Regions from separate parts of the Anser cygnoides genome. Here region 2 is linked to region 1. Evidence: chromatin contacts called from public Hi-C data. All regions are on one chromosome and are shown on one strand. The core of a region is the stretch at or near the end of the contact, and the rest is flanking DNA. Distances in the headings are between cores, read along the strand shown. Region 1 overlaps LOC106038164 (serine/threonine-protein kinase PDIK1L-like). Region 2 overlaps NCOA1 (nuclear receptor coactivator 1).

Region 1 (3,308 bases), core at 538-3,037:
ATGCAACAAATTCAACCCCACGATGCCCATGACGGCAGAAAACAGGAGCTGAAAATCCTGGAAACTCCCTTCTGCGAGTCCATGTCTTTGCCGTTAACTGCTCAAAGACATGAAATCCAACAGAACGTCTTGGATTTTATACTGGGCGTTCAAACCTCCATCCGTGTAGGGACTGGAGGTCACCAAAAACTCAGAAGGATTGGGAATTTTGTTTGTTTTTAAGAAAAGTGGGCACGAAAGTGAGTCAGTGTTGTTGCAAGGCTGGATCGAGGCCTTTGTGTTAACGAGCCCAGGGAAGGAGAACATAAAAAACACCTAAACATACCCAGGGTGCACGCCTACAGACACACAGCAACTTCACCCACCTTGGGTTCTATTTCGTTAGCAAATACATCACAAAAGGGACAAACACAGCACAGGGAAGCGCTGGAGGGATGCCAGAAGTCTGCCCCCATTTATGGAAGCAGTTGAGATTTCGGATGAAGGACAGGCAGACCGAGGAGCAACACGGCCAATTCCCTGATCGCACACCATTAAAGAGACAGAGGTTTCTTTGTCAGAGGTAATTCACCCAGATTTCCCACACGTTTAACTTAACGAGGTGGTTCCTTCCCATCTGACTGCACCCTTCTGGCGCTAAGCGTTCAGAACTGCCCCGGGTCACGTTCGATTTTAGAGGGCTTTGGCCAGCAGGTCAGCAGCTAAAAACCCCGTGAACCCACACGGGGACCCAGAGGGGCCTGGCACAGACACTGACCTGAGCGCCCTTGGTCTATGAGAGCGAGCGCTGGCGCTTCTTGCCGTAGGAGATTTGCCTGATGCGGGCTTCCAGCTGGAAGGCGTCCAGCCTTTCCTTGGGGTTGAAAGCCAGCATGTCGTGCAGGAGCTCGCAGAGATCGGCCGGCATGGACTTCTTGTTCTTCAGAGGGATTTGCAGCTTCATGTTGGGGTTCTCCAGCAGCGCCTCGCCCAGAGGAATGAGCTCCTTGCCTTGGCAGATGTAAGTTCCTGAACACAGGGTAGAAGGAGTCGGCTTAAACGAGGGGAAAATCTACGCAAAAGGCTGCCACGCGAAGCAGGGAGAGGCAATCTGGAGGACAAAACATCTGAAAGATCACCGGGAAGATCACTGCTCGGGAGGCCAGGTCAAATACTGAAAGGAACCTCCTCCATCTGGTCCTGGTTCACCCCGACAGCAGGCCTGGAAGCGCTCGAAGGGGGAAGGAAGGGACTGAGCTTGGCTCGGGTGACTCGAAAGAGTTAAAGACAAACCCTATTTGCTCAGCAAGTCAAACAATTTTCAATTAAAATGACAGCGCACGCCATTTGCCGTTCGCCAACTTCTCCTCGGCGAGATTAAGGAAGGGAAATGTAAATTTACTCCCGGCCATCTAAATAATTTCACCGCTTGTTGAAAAATGATTAACCGGCTTCCCAAACAGACAGTGAAAACAGCTCTGCTCGCTCGGGCTGCTCTGCCCCTGCACCAGGCGAAGAATAAACGTTTCAAAGGCAGCGACCTGCCTGCGTGGGGAAAAGGTTGGCCACGCAAACTCCTTATCTCGAGTTGGCGGGCGGCTATTTTAATGAGATCTGTTCATGCTTTGGTCTCAGCTGCAACCGCTTGCTTGCTGTTGTAGGCAGGAACTAAAACGTTTATCAACATTTGGCGTTTTAAAGAGAAATAAATAATACAATTAGAACCGAGCCTACTCAAAAAAAAAATAATTAAAGGGGTAGCGCAAAAGCTTATCCAAGTCCCTGTGTAGAAATCCCTTTTAAGTTTAAAATTTAAACGTTTAGGAGACGGACAGGTGCTCTACGATCTCAGAGCCAGGGTAGATGCCTGCAATTGTTATGCTAATCTGCATGACCGGCATTCTCTGCTCTCGAGATGGATTTTCCCACCGCAATATACTTTTCTGAAATCGTTTAGCACCACGTATTCCAAGCGCGCGTGTGTGGGGGGTGGGTTTGGGGGTTTGGGACAGAGCAGGCCATCGGGCGAGTCATCCCTGGGAGAGTTTGCACCTCGAAACGAGGAAACTCAGCCAGGGCGCAGCGAGGCTGATCTAAACGTCCCTGCCAAGTTTATAGCTTGGCTCCTTAGAGCATCCTTCCAGCGCTGCCGTCCCCTGGACGTGCCAAGTCAAGGGTAGAAGCAAATTCCTAAAACCAGTTCCGGGCAGGGCAGGTTTGGGTTTTGGGAGCATTAGGAGCGCTCCTGAGCGAACGGCAGCCTACAGACACGGAATGCTCCGCGAAGACCAAGCGTCACCAAGCGCTTTCTGTCTTAAAACTCCTTGGTGTCCACCGGGGCCAACCCCACTCTGAGCAGAGCTCCTTGGGGTAAGGAAAGCCCGGCAGCAAAGAAGACAAAAGCAATCTTTCCCATGACCTTTAAACCCCACAAAGTGTTTTTGGGATTAAAAAAAAAAACAACAGCCACACACATTCACTGGCAGAAGAACGACCTTCTGAACATAATAATTTGCAGACATAAGAAGTGTTCCTTCTGCCTTACTGATACGTTTTCAGGCCCTGGAAACCCTACGCGAACAGCAGCCACTTCAGGAGAAATTTGCGCTGGAGAGAAGGGATTTTGCCCTGCGCTTTTGGGGCAAAAAGCACCAGTCCTCACCGAGCAGCTCCTTCTCGGTGTCCCCGTCCCGGAAGGTGATCCGCTCGACCATAGCCCAGAAAATGATGCCGAGGGCAAAGATGTCAGCCTTGGCCGTGTAGTGCCCTTCCCACACTTCGGGAGCCATGTAGAAGTTGGACCCGCAGGCGGAGGAGAAGCGGTGCTGGTTCACGTTCCCCTTCCCCTGACACACCTTGCTGAGGCCAAAATCTGCCACCTGCGAAGAGGAGAAGGAAAATGAGCTCTTCGCAGACACCAAACTCCCAGGGACGTTTACAAGCAGCGGCCCGACAAATTCCAGTCAGAAATCCCCCACAGAACCAAGAGCTGTCGGGTGGCACCCCTCGTGGAGAAGAGCTACCGCGTCCTGTCCTTTAGATGCCCGTCCCTCGCCCCTTGCCTGATGTTTGCTCCCCTCCCTAGGGAGAGGGAACCAAATATCCGATTGCTCTGCGTGCGAAGTTCGTTCCGACCAAATCTGACTGGGCACAAAGGTACCTGGAGCGACAGCTGAGGCAGGAGCGGCTCTTACTGCCCCACGGGGAGCGCACCGAAGCTCTGGCCTTGCCGTTATCGTCCCGTGATGAAGAGGGCATTGATTTAAGCGTCCCTCGATGGCTCTCCGGGTCCGAGCACAAATATCATTATTGATCTGAGCGGCCAAGAC
Region 2 (3,193 bases), core at 366-2,865, 160 kb after region 1:
GAATCACCCTTTCCGCTGGCAAAGAGATGGCAGAACTGCAGCTTTTTGGCTCCGCGTCAAAACAGCCATTTTGCGGCCCAAACATCTTAAGGTTCCTCTGTTTACTTCTGTTTACAGTTCGGTCAAATGACTTCCAGACCCCGGCCGCGTGGGCGACGTGACTTGCGGTGCGCGGACGCGGCGAGACCCTGTCCCTCCCGCGCCGCGGACCACCGGGGCACGTGTCCCTTTGGGGGAAGGCAGCGGGGTGACAGGAGTCTGCTGTTTCCCAGGGTGGGTAATCAGGAAACGAAAGGCTTGGTTTTCGTCCTCGTGCTGCCCCGATTGCGAGGAGGGTGCGATGAGGACCGCTTCTGTCCACGCGTGCGGCTCCTTAGCGGGCCAGCCTGCGCGCATCCCAAATTTTAGCCAAACTGGTACTTGTCACCCTGGTCTCGTCCCACGGTCACCTGCTTGCAAGCCCAAGGTGACGTCTGGGGAGCCCTTTTTATAGAATCAGAGAACCACAGAATCAATCATAGGGTGGTTTGGGCTCGTAGGGACCTTAAAGATCATTTTCGTCCAAGCCCCTGCCCTGGGCAGGGGACGCCTCCCACCGGAGCAGAGCCCCCAGCAGTGGAATAAAAAAGCTGCTTGTGCTCAGAGCAAAAATGCCCCGTGGTGTAGAGGAGCAAAATGTGGGTCTGCTGAGGGTTTTTGGTCGTTTTGGTCGCATCGTAGCTTTTCCTCCCGTGGAACGGTAATTCTGTGTGCCGCGGGAAGCCGAGCTCGGCAGGGCACACGCAGCCGTGAGTTACAGGGATGCACGTTAAAAACCTGTCTGAATTAAAAATTAAAAATAAAAAAGTAATTTCAAAAAAAAAAGTAAAGAAAAAATAATAAAATTGCAGGCAGTGAGCGTATTGCTTTTGATTTTTATTTTTGAAAATCAAACAGAAATCAGGCATTTTATTTTTTTCAAACGGGAGCCCGTAGGACCGCACCAGCTCCGCTTTTCATCCAAACCATGAGCATCATCGCTGCTTCCTTCCCCTCCCTCCTCCTCATCCCCCCCCGGGAGCCATCCGTGCGGTCACAGCCACCCACCGGGTGCCCCCGGTGCCCCCCCCCCCCCCGGGGGTGGCGCAGAGGAGCCCCCCACCCGGCCCCGGCAGCCCCGCGCGCGGGCGAGCGGCACCGCATGGGGCGAGCGCGGGCACGAGCCGGGCACCGCGCAGCCTTGCACGCCCGGAGCAGGCAGGTAAGGGGCAGGGGGTTATCGCCACCCGGCATCGCCACCACCCAAAATTTTTGGGGGGCCGTGAGCGGGGGCGGCGGCTGCGTAGGGGCGGCTGCAGCGCGCTCCCCGCCGCGCGAGCTCCCCGCCACCTCGCTTCTTTCAGGGCTTTTACGTAACGGCGCGCGAAGAAAGGACGGGGTCCGGCTGCTGCCTGGTGATATTTGCATTTTCCGAAGCTGCCTTCCCCCGGGCATTTTCTTTTTACCGATCGAACTTCGCCGAGGCCGTTTCGGGTGGCGCGGCTCCCCGCCGGCGCACGCCGTTCGCGGCGCTGAATAAAGCCGCGCACCTTGAGGATAATGCGCGAAGGAGAGAATTACGTGGTTCAGCGGTGACCTTGAAAAGCAGCGTGCAAATGTTTAAGCTGGAGGGATCTGGCAAGAATCCTCGCAGCGACTTGCAGAAGTAAGGACATTACTTGTTGTTTTTTTCTTTTTTTTTTAAAAAAAAAAGAGAGCGTTCCTCGTTAAAAGGAAAAATGCTGATTGCTTAACATTTGTTAATCATTGATGGGAGAAGTAAAAGCAGCAGATGAAGTTAATGATTTCACATGTGTACGGGGGGAGGTTTGGGTTCTCCTGAGCAAAGCGTTGCACAATTTGCAGGAGCTCTTCCCCTTGCTGGAAGTTCCTGGGGGCTGCGTGGGGGCTCACAACATGATTCTGTGCTTGAATTTCTCCTGGCCTTAAAGGCTTTGAAATATTTTAATTTTTTTCTTAAACAAACAGCCCTGTGGAGGCAGATCTGAGGAGGCATTTCATGGCAGAGATGCACACCTGCTTTGCTGGAGCGCTCCGATTTTCACCGCGTGTGTGCACGGCGAGGTTGGGCAACCTGAACTCGGGGCTGGGTCGGGAGCTCACGCGCTGCGCTCGGCGGCTCCTCGCCTCGCGTCGGTGCCGTGCCGCGGCTCCGAGCCCTGCCGGTGCCACGGGGGCTGCGCAAAAAGAGCAGGGGACGAACCTGGGGTCCCCATCCCCTGCCGAAACAAGTGGCTGTGGCGGTGCCGAAGGCTAAATTGTCGCCGGATGCACTGCTGCACCCCTCCTGCGTGGCAGCGGCAAATTTACCGTTTCCAGACCTGGCTCTGTCTTTTTTTTTCCCCAGTTGTTTTGTCTCTTTTGCCGTCGGTGCCCCGCTAAGCAGCACGAGAATAACGCCCAGGCGCTGGCAGCGTGATGCTGCTCCTCAGCCTCGCATCACCCCTGGGCTTTCAGAGCGCTTTTGTTTGCCCGTCTTCTTCCCCGTGTTATCTGTATAGGTCTTACATAGGGTACCCTTGCACTAAAAGAACCTCTTTTTCATGAAAAACTTAGGATCCACCCAGTCCCATCCTGGGGCTCACCAGGGTTTACCCTCTGCTTTGTGTCTCCCAGCCCGGGCACCCCGGCACGCCGCAGGGGGGTCTGTGCTGGTGCCTCAGTGACCCGATAACCCGGGTGCCATCAGCCTCTGCCCTATTTCCAGCCCTGCCTCTGCTGCCTCTTCCTCCTGGCCCTTCCACACGCAGCGTTCCCTCTCCCGCAGTCAGACCAGCCCAAACGTTAGTGGTTCTCCGCAATTCGGAGAGTTCCCCGGCCCTGGATGTGGAACTGGCGACGTGGTTTTGTGTCCCCGAGCGTGTGACCTTCAGCTCTGCTGCTCGGGGTGGGCCCCCCGGCCTCGGGTGGTCCCGCCTGGGAGGCGGGCAGGGGCCGTGGCGTCGTTACAGGCTCTGCATGGGGTTAGAGAGGACGAGGGATTCGCACTGGTGCCGGCTGGGTACCTACGGGAAGAGCCAGGAACGTTCGTCGTGGTCGGACCCGTGCTCGCAGTGAGGTTGCCAACCACGCCGGCGCCGAGCGCGGCAGCTCCGGTGGCCCCGACAGAAATACGGGGCTTTAAAACGTGCCAGATCCCCGTGCTTTGGGTTTT

The links. Hi-C and Micro-C count contacts between places; a contact is called where the count stands out from the background.
Region 2: a Hi-C map of liver shows a contact between it and region 1, with 4 times the contacts expected there. The contact joins two enhancer-like sites. A contact is called at or near these places in 2 of 7 Hi-C or Micro-C datasets (both in liver).

Annotation. Positions count from the first base shown.
Region 1 is chr3:121,267,919-121,271,226 of Taihu_goose_T2T_genome, forward strand. LOC106038164 (serine/threonine-protein kinase PDIK1L-like) reads right to left here. Exons shown (of 5, transcript XM_066995135.1): 3 at 2,642-2,858; 4 at 758-1,008. The coding sequence ends at 773. Among named protein-coding and RNA genes, the nearest start is that of PNOC, 11 kb to the right of the region's middle. Within about 2 kb of position 1,788, at least 2 of the 3 cell types and tissues checked have open chromatin away from gene starts, as enhancers often do. A contact at or near this core is called in liver, where this site is marked.
Region 2 is chr3:121,426,941-121,430,133 of Taihu_goose_T2T_genome, forward strand. The region is part of intron 2 of NCOA1 (nuclear receptor coactivator 1); the gene reads left to right. Among named protein-coding and RNA genes, the nearest start is that of NCOA1, 81 kb to the left of the region's middle. Within about 2 kb of position 1,616, at least 2 of the 3 cell types and tissues checked have open chromatin away from gene starts, as enhancers often do. A contact at or near this core is called in liver, where this site is marked.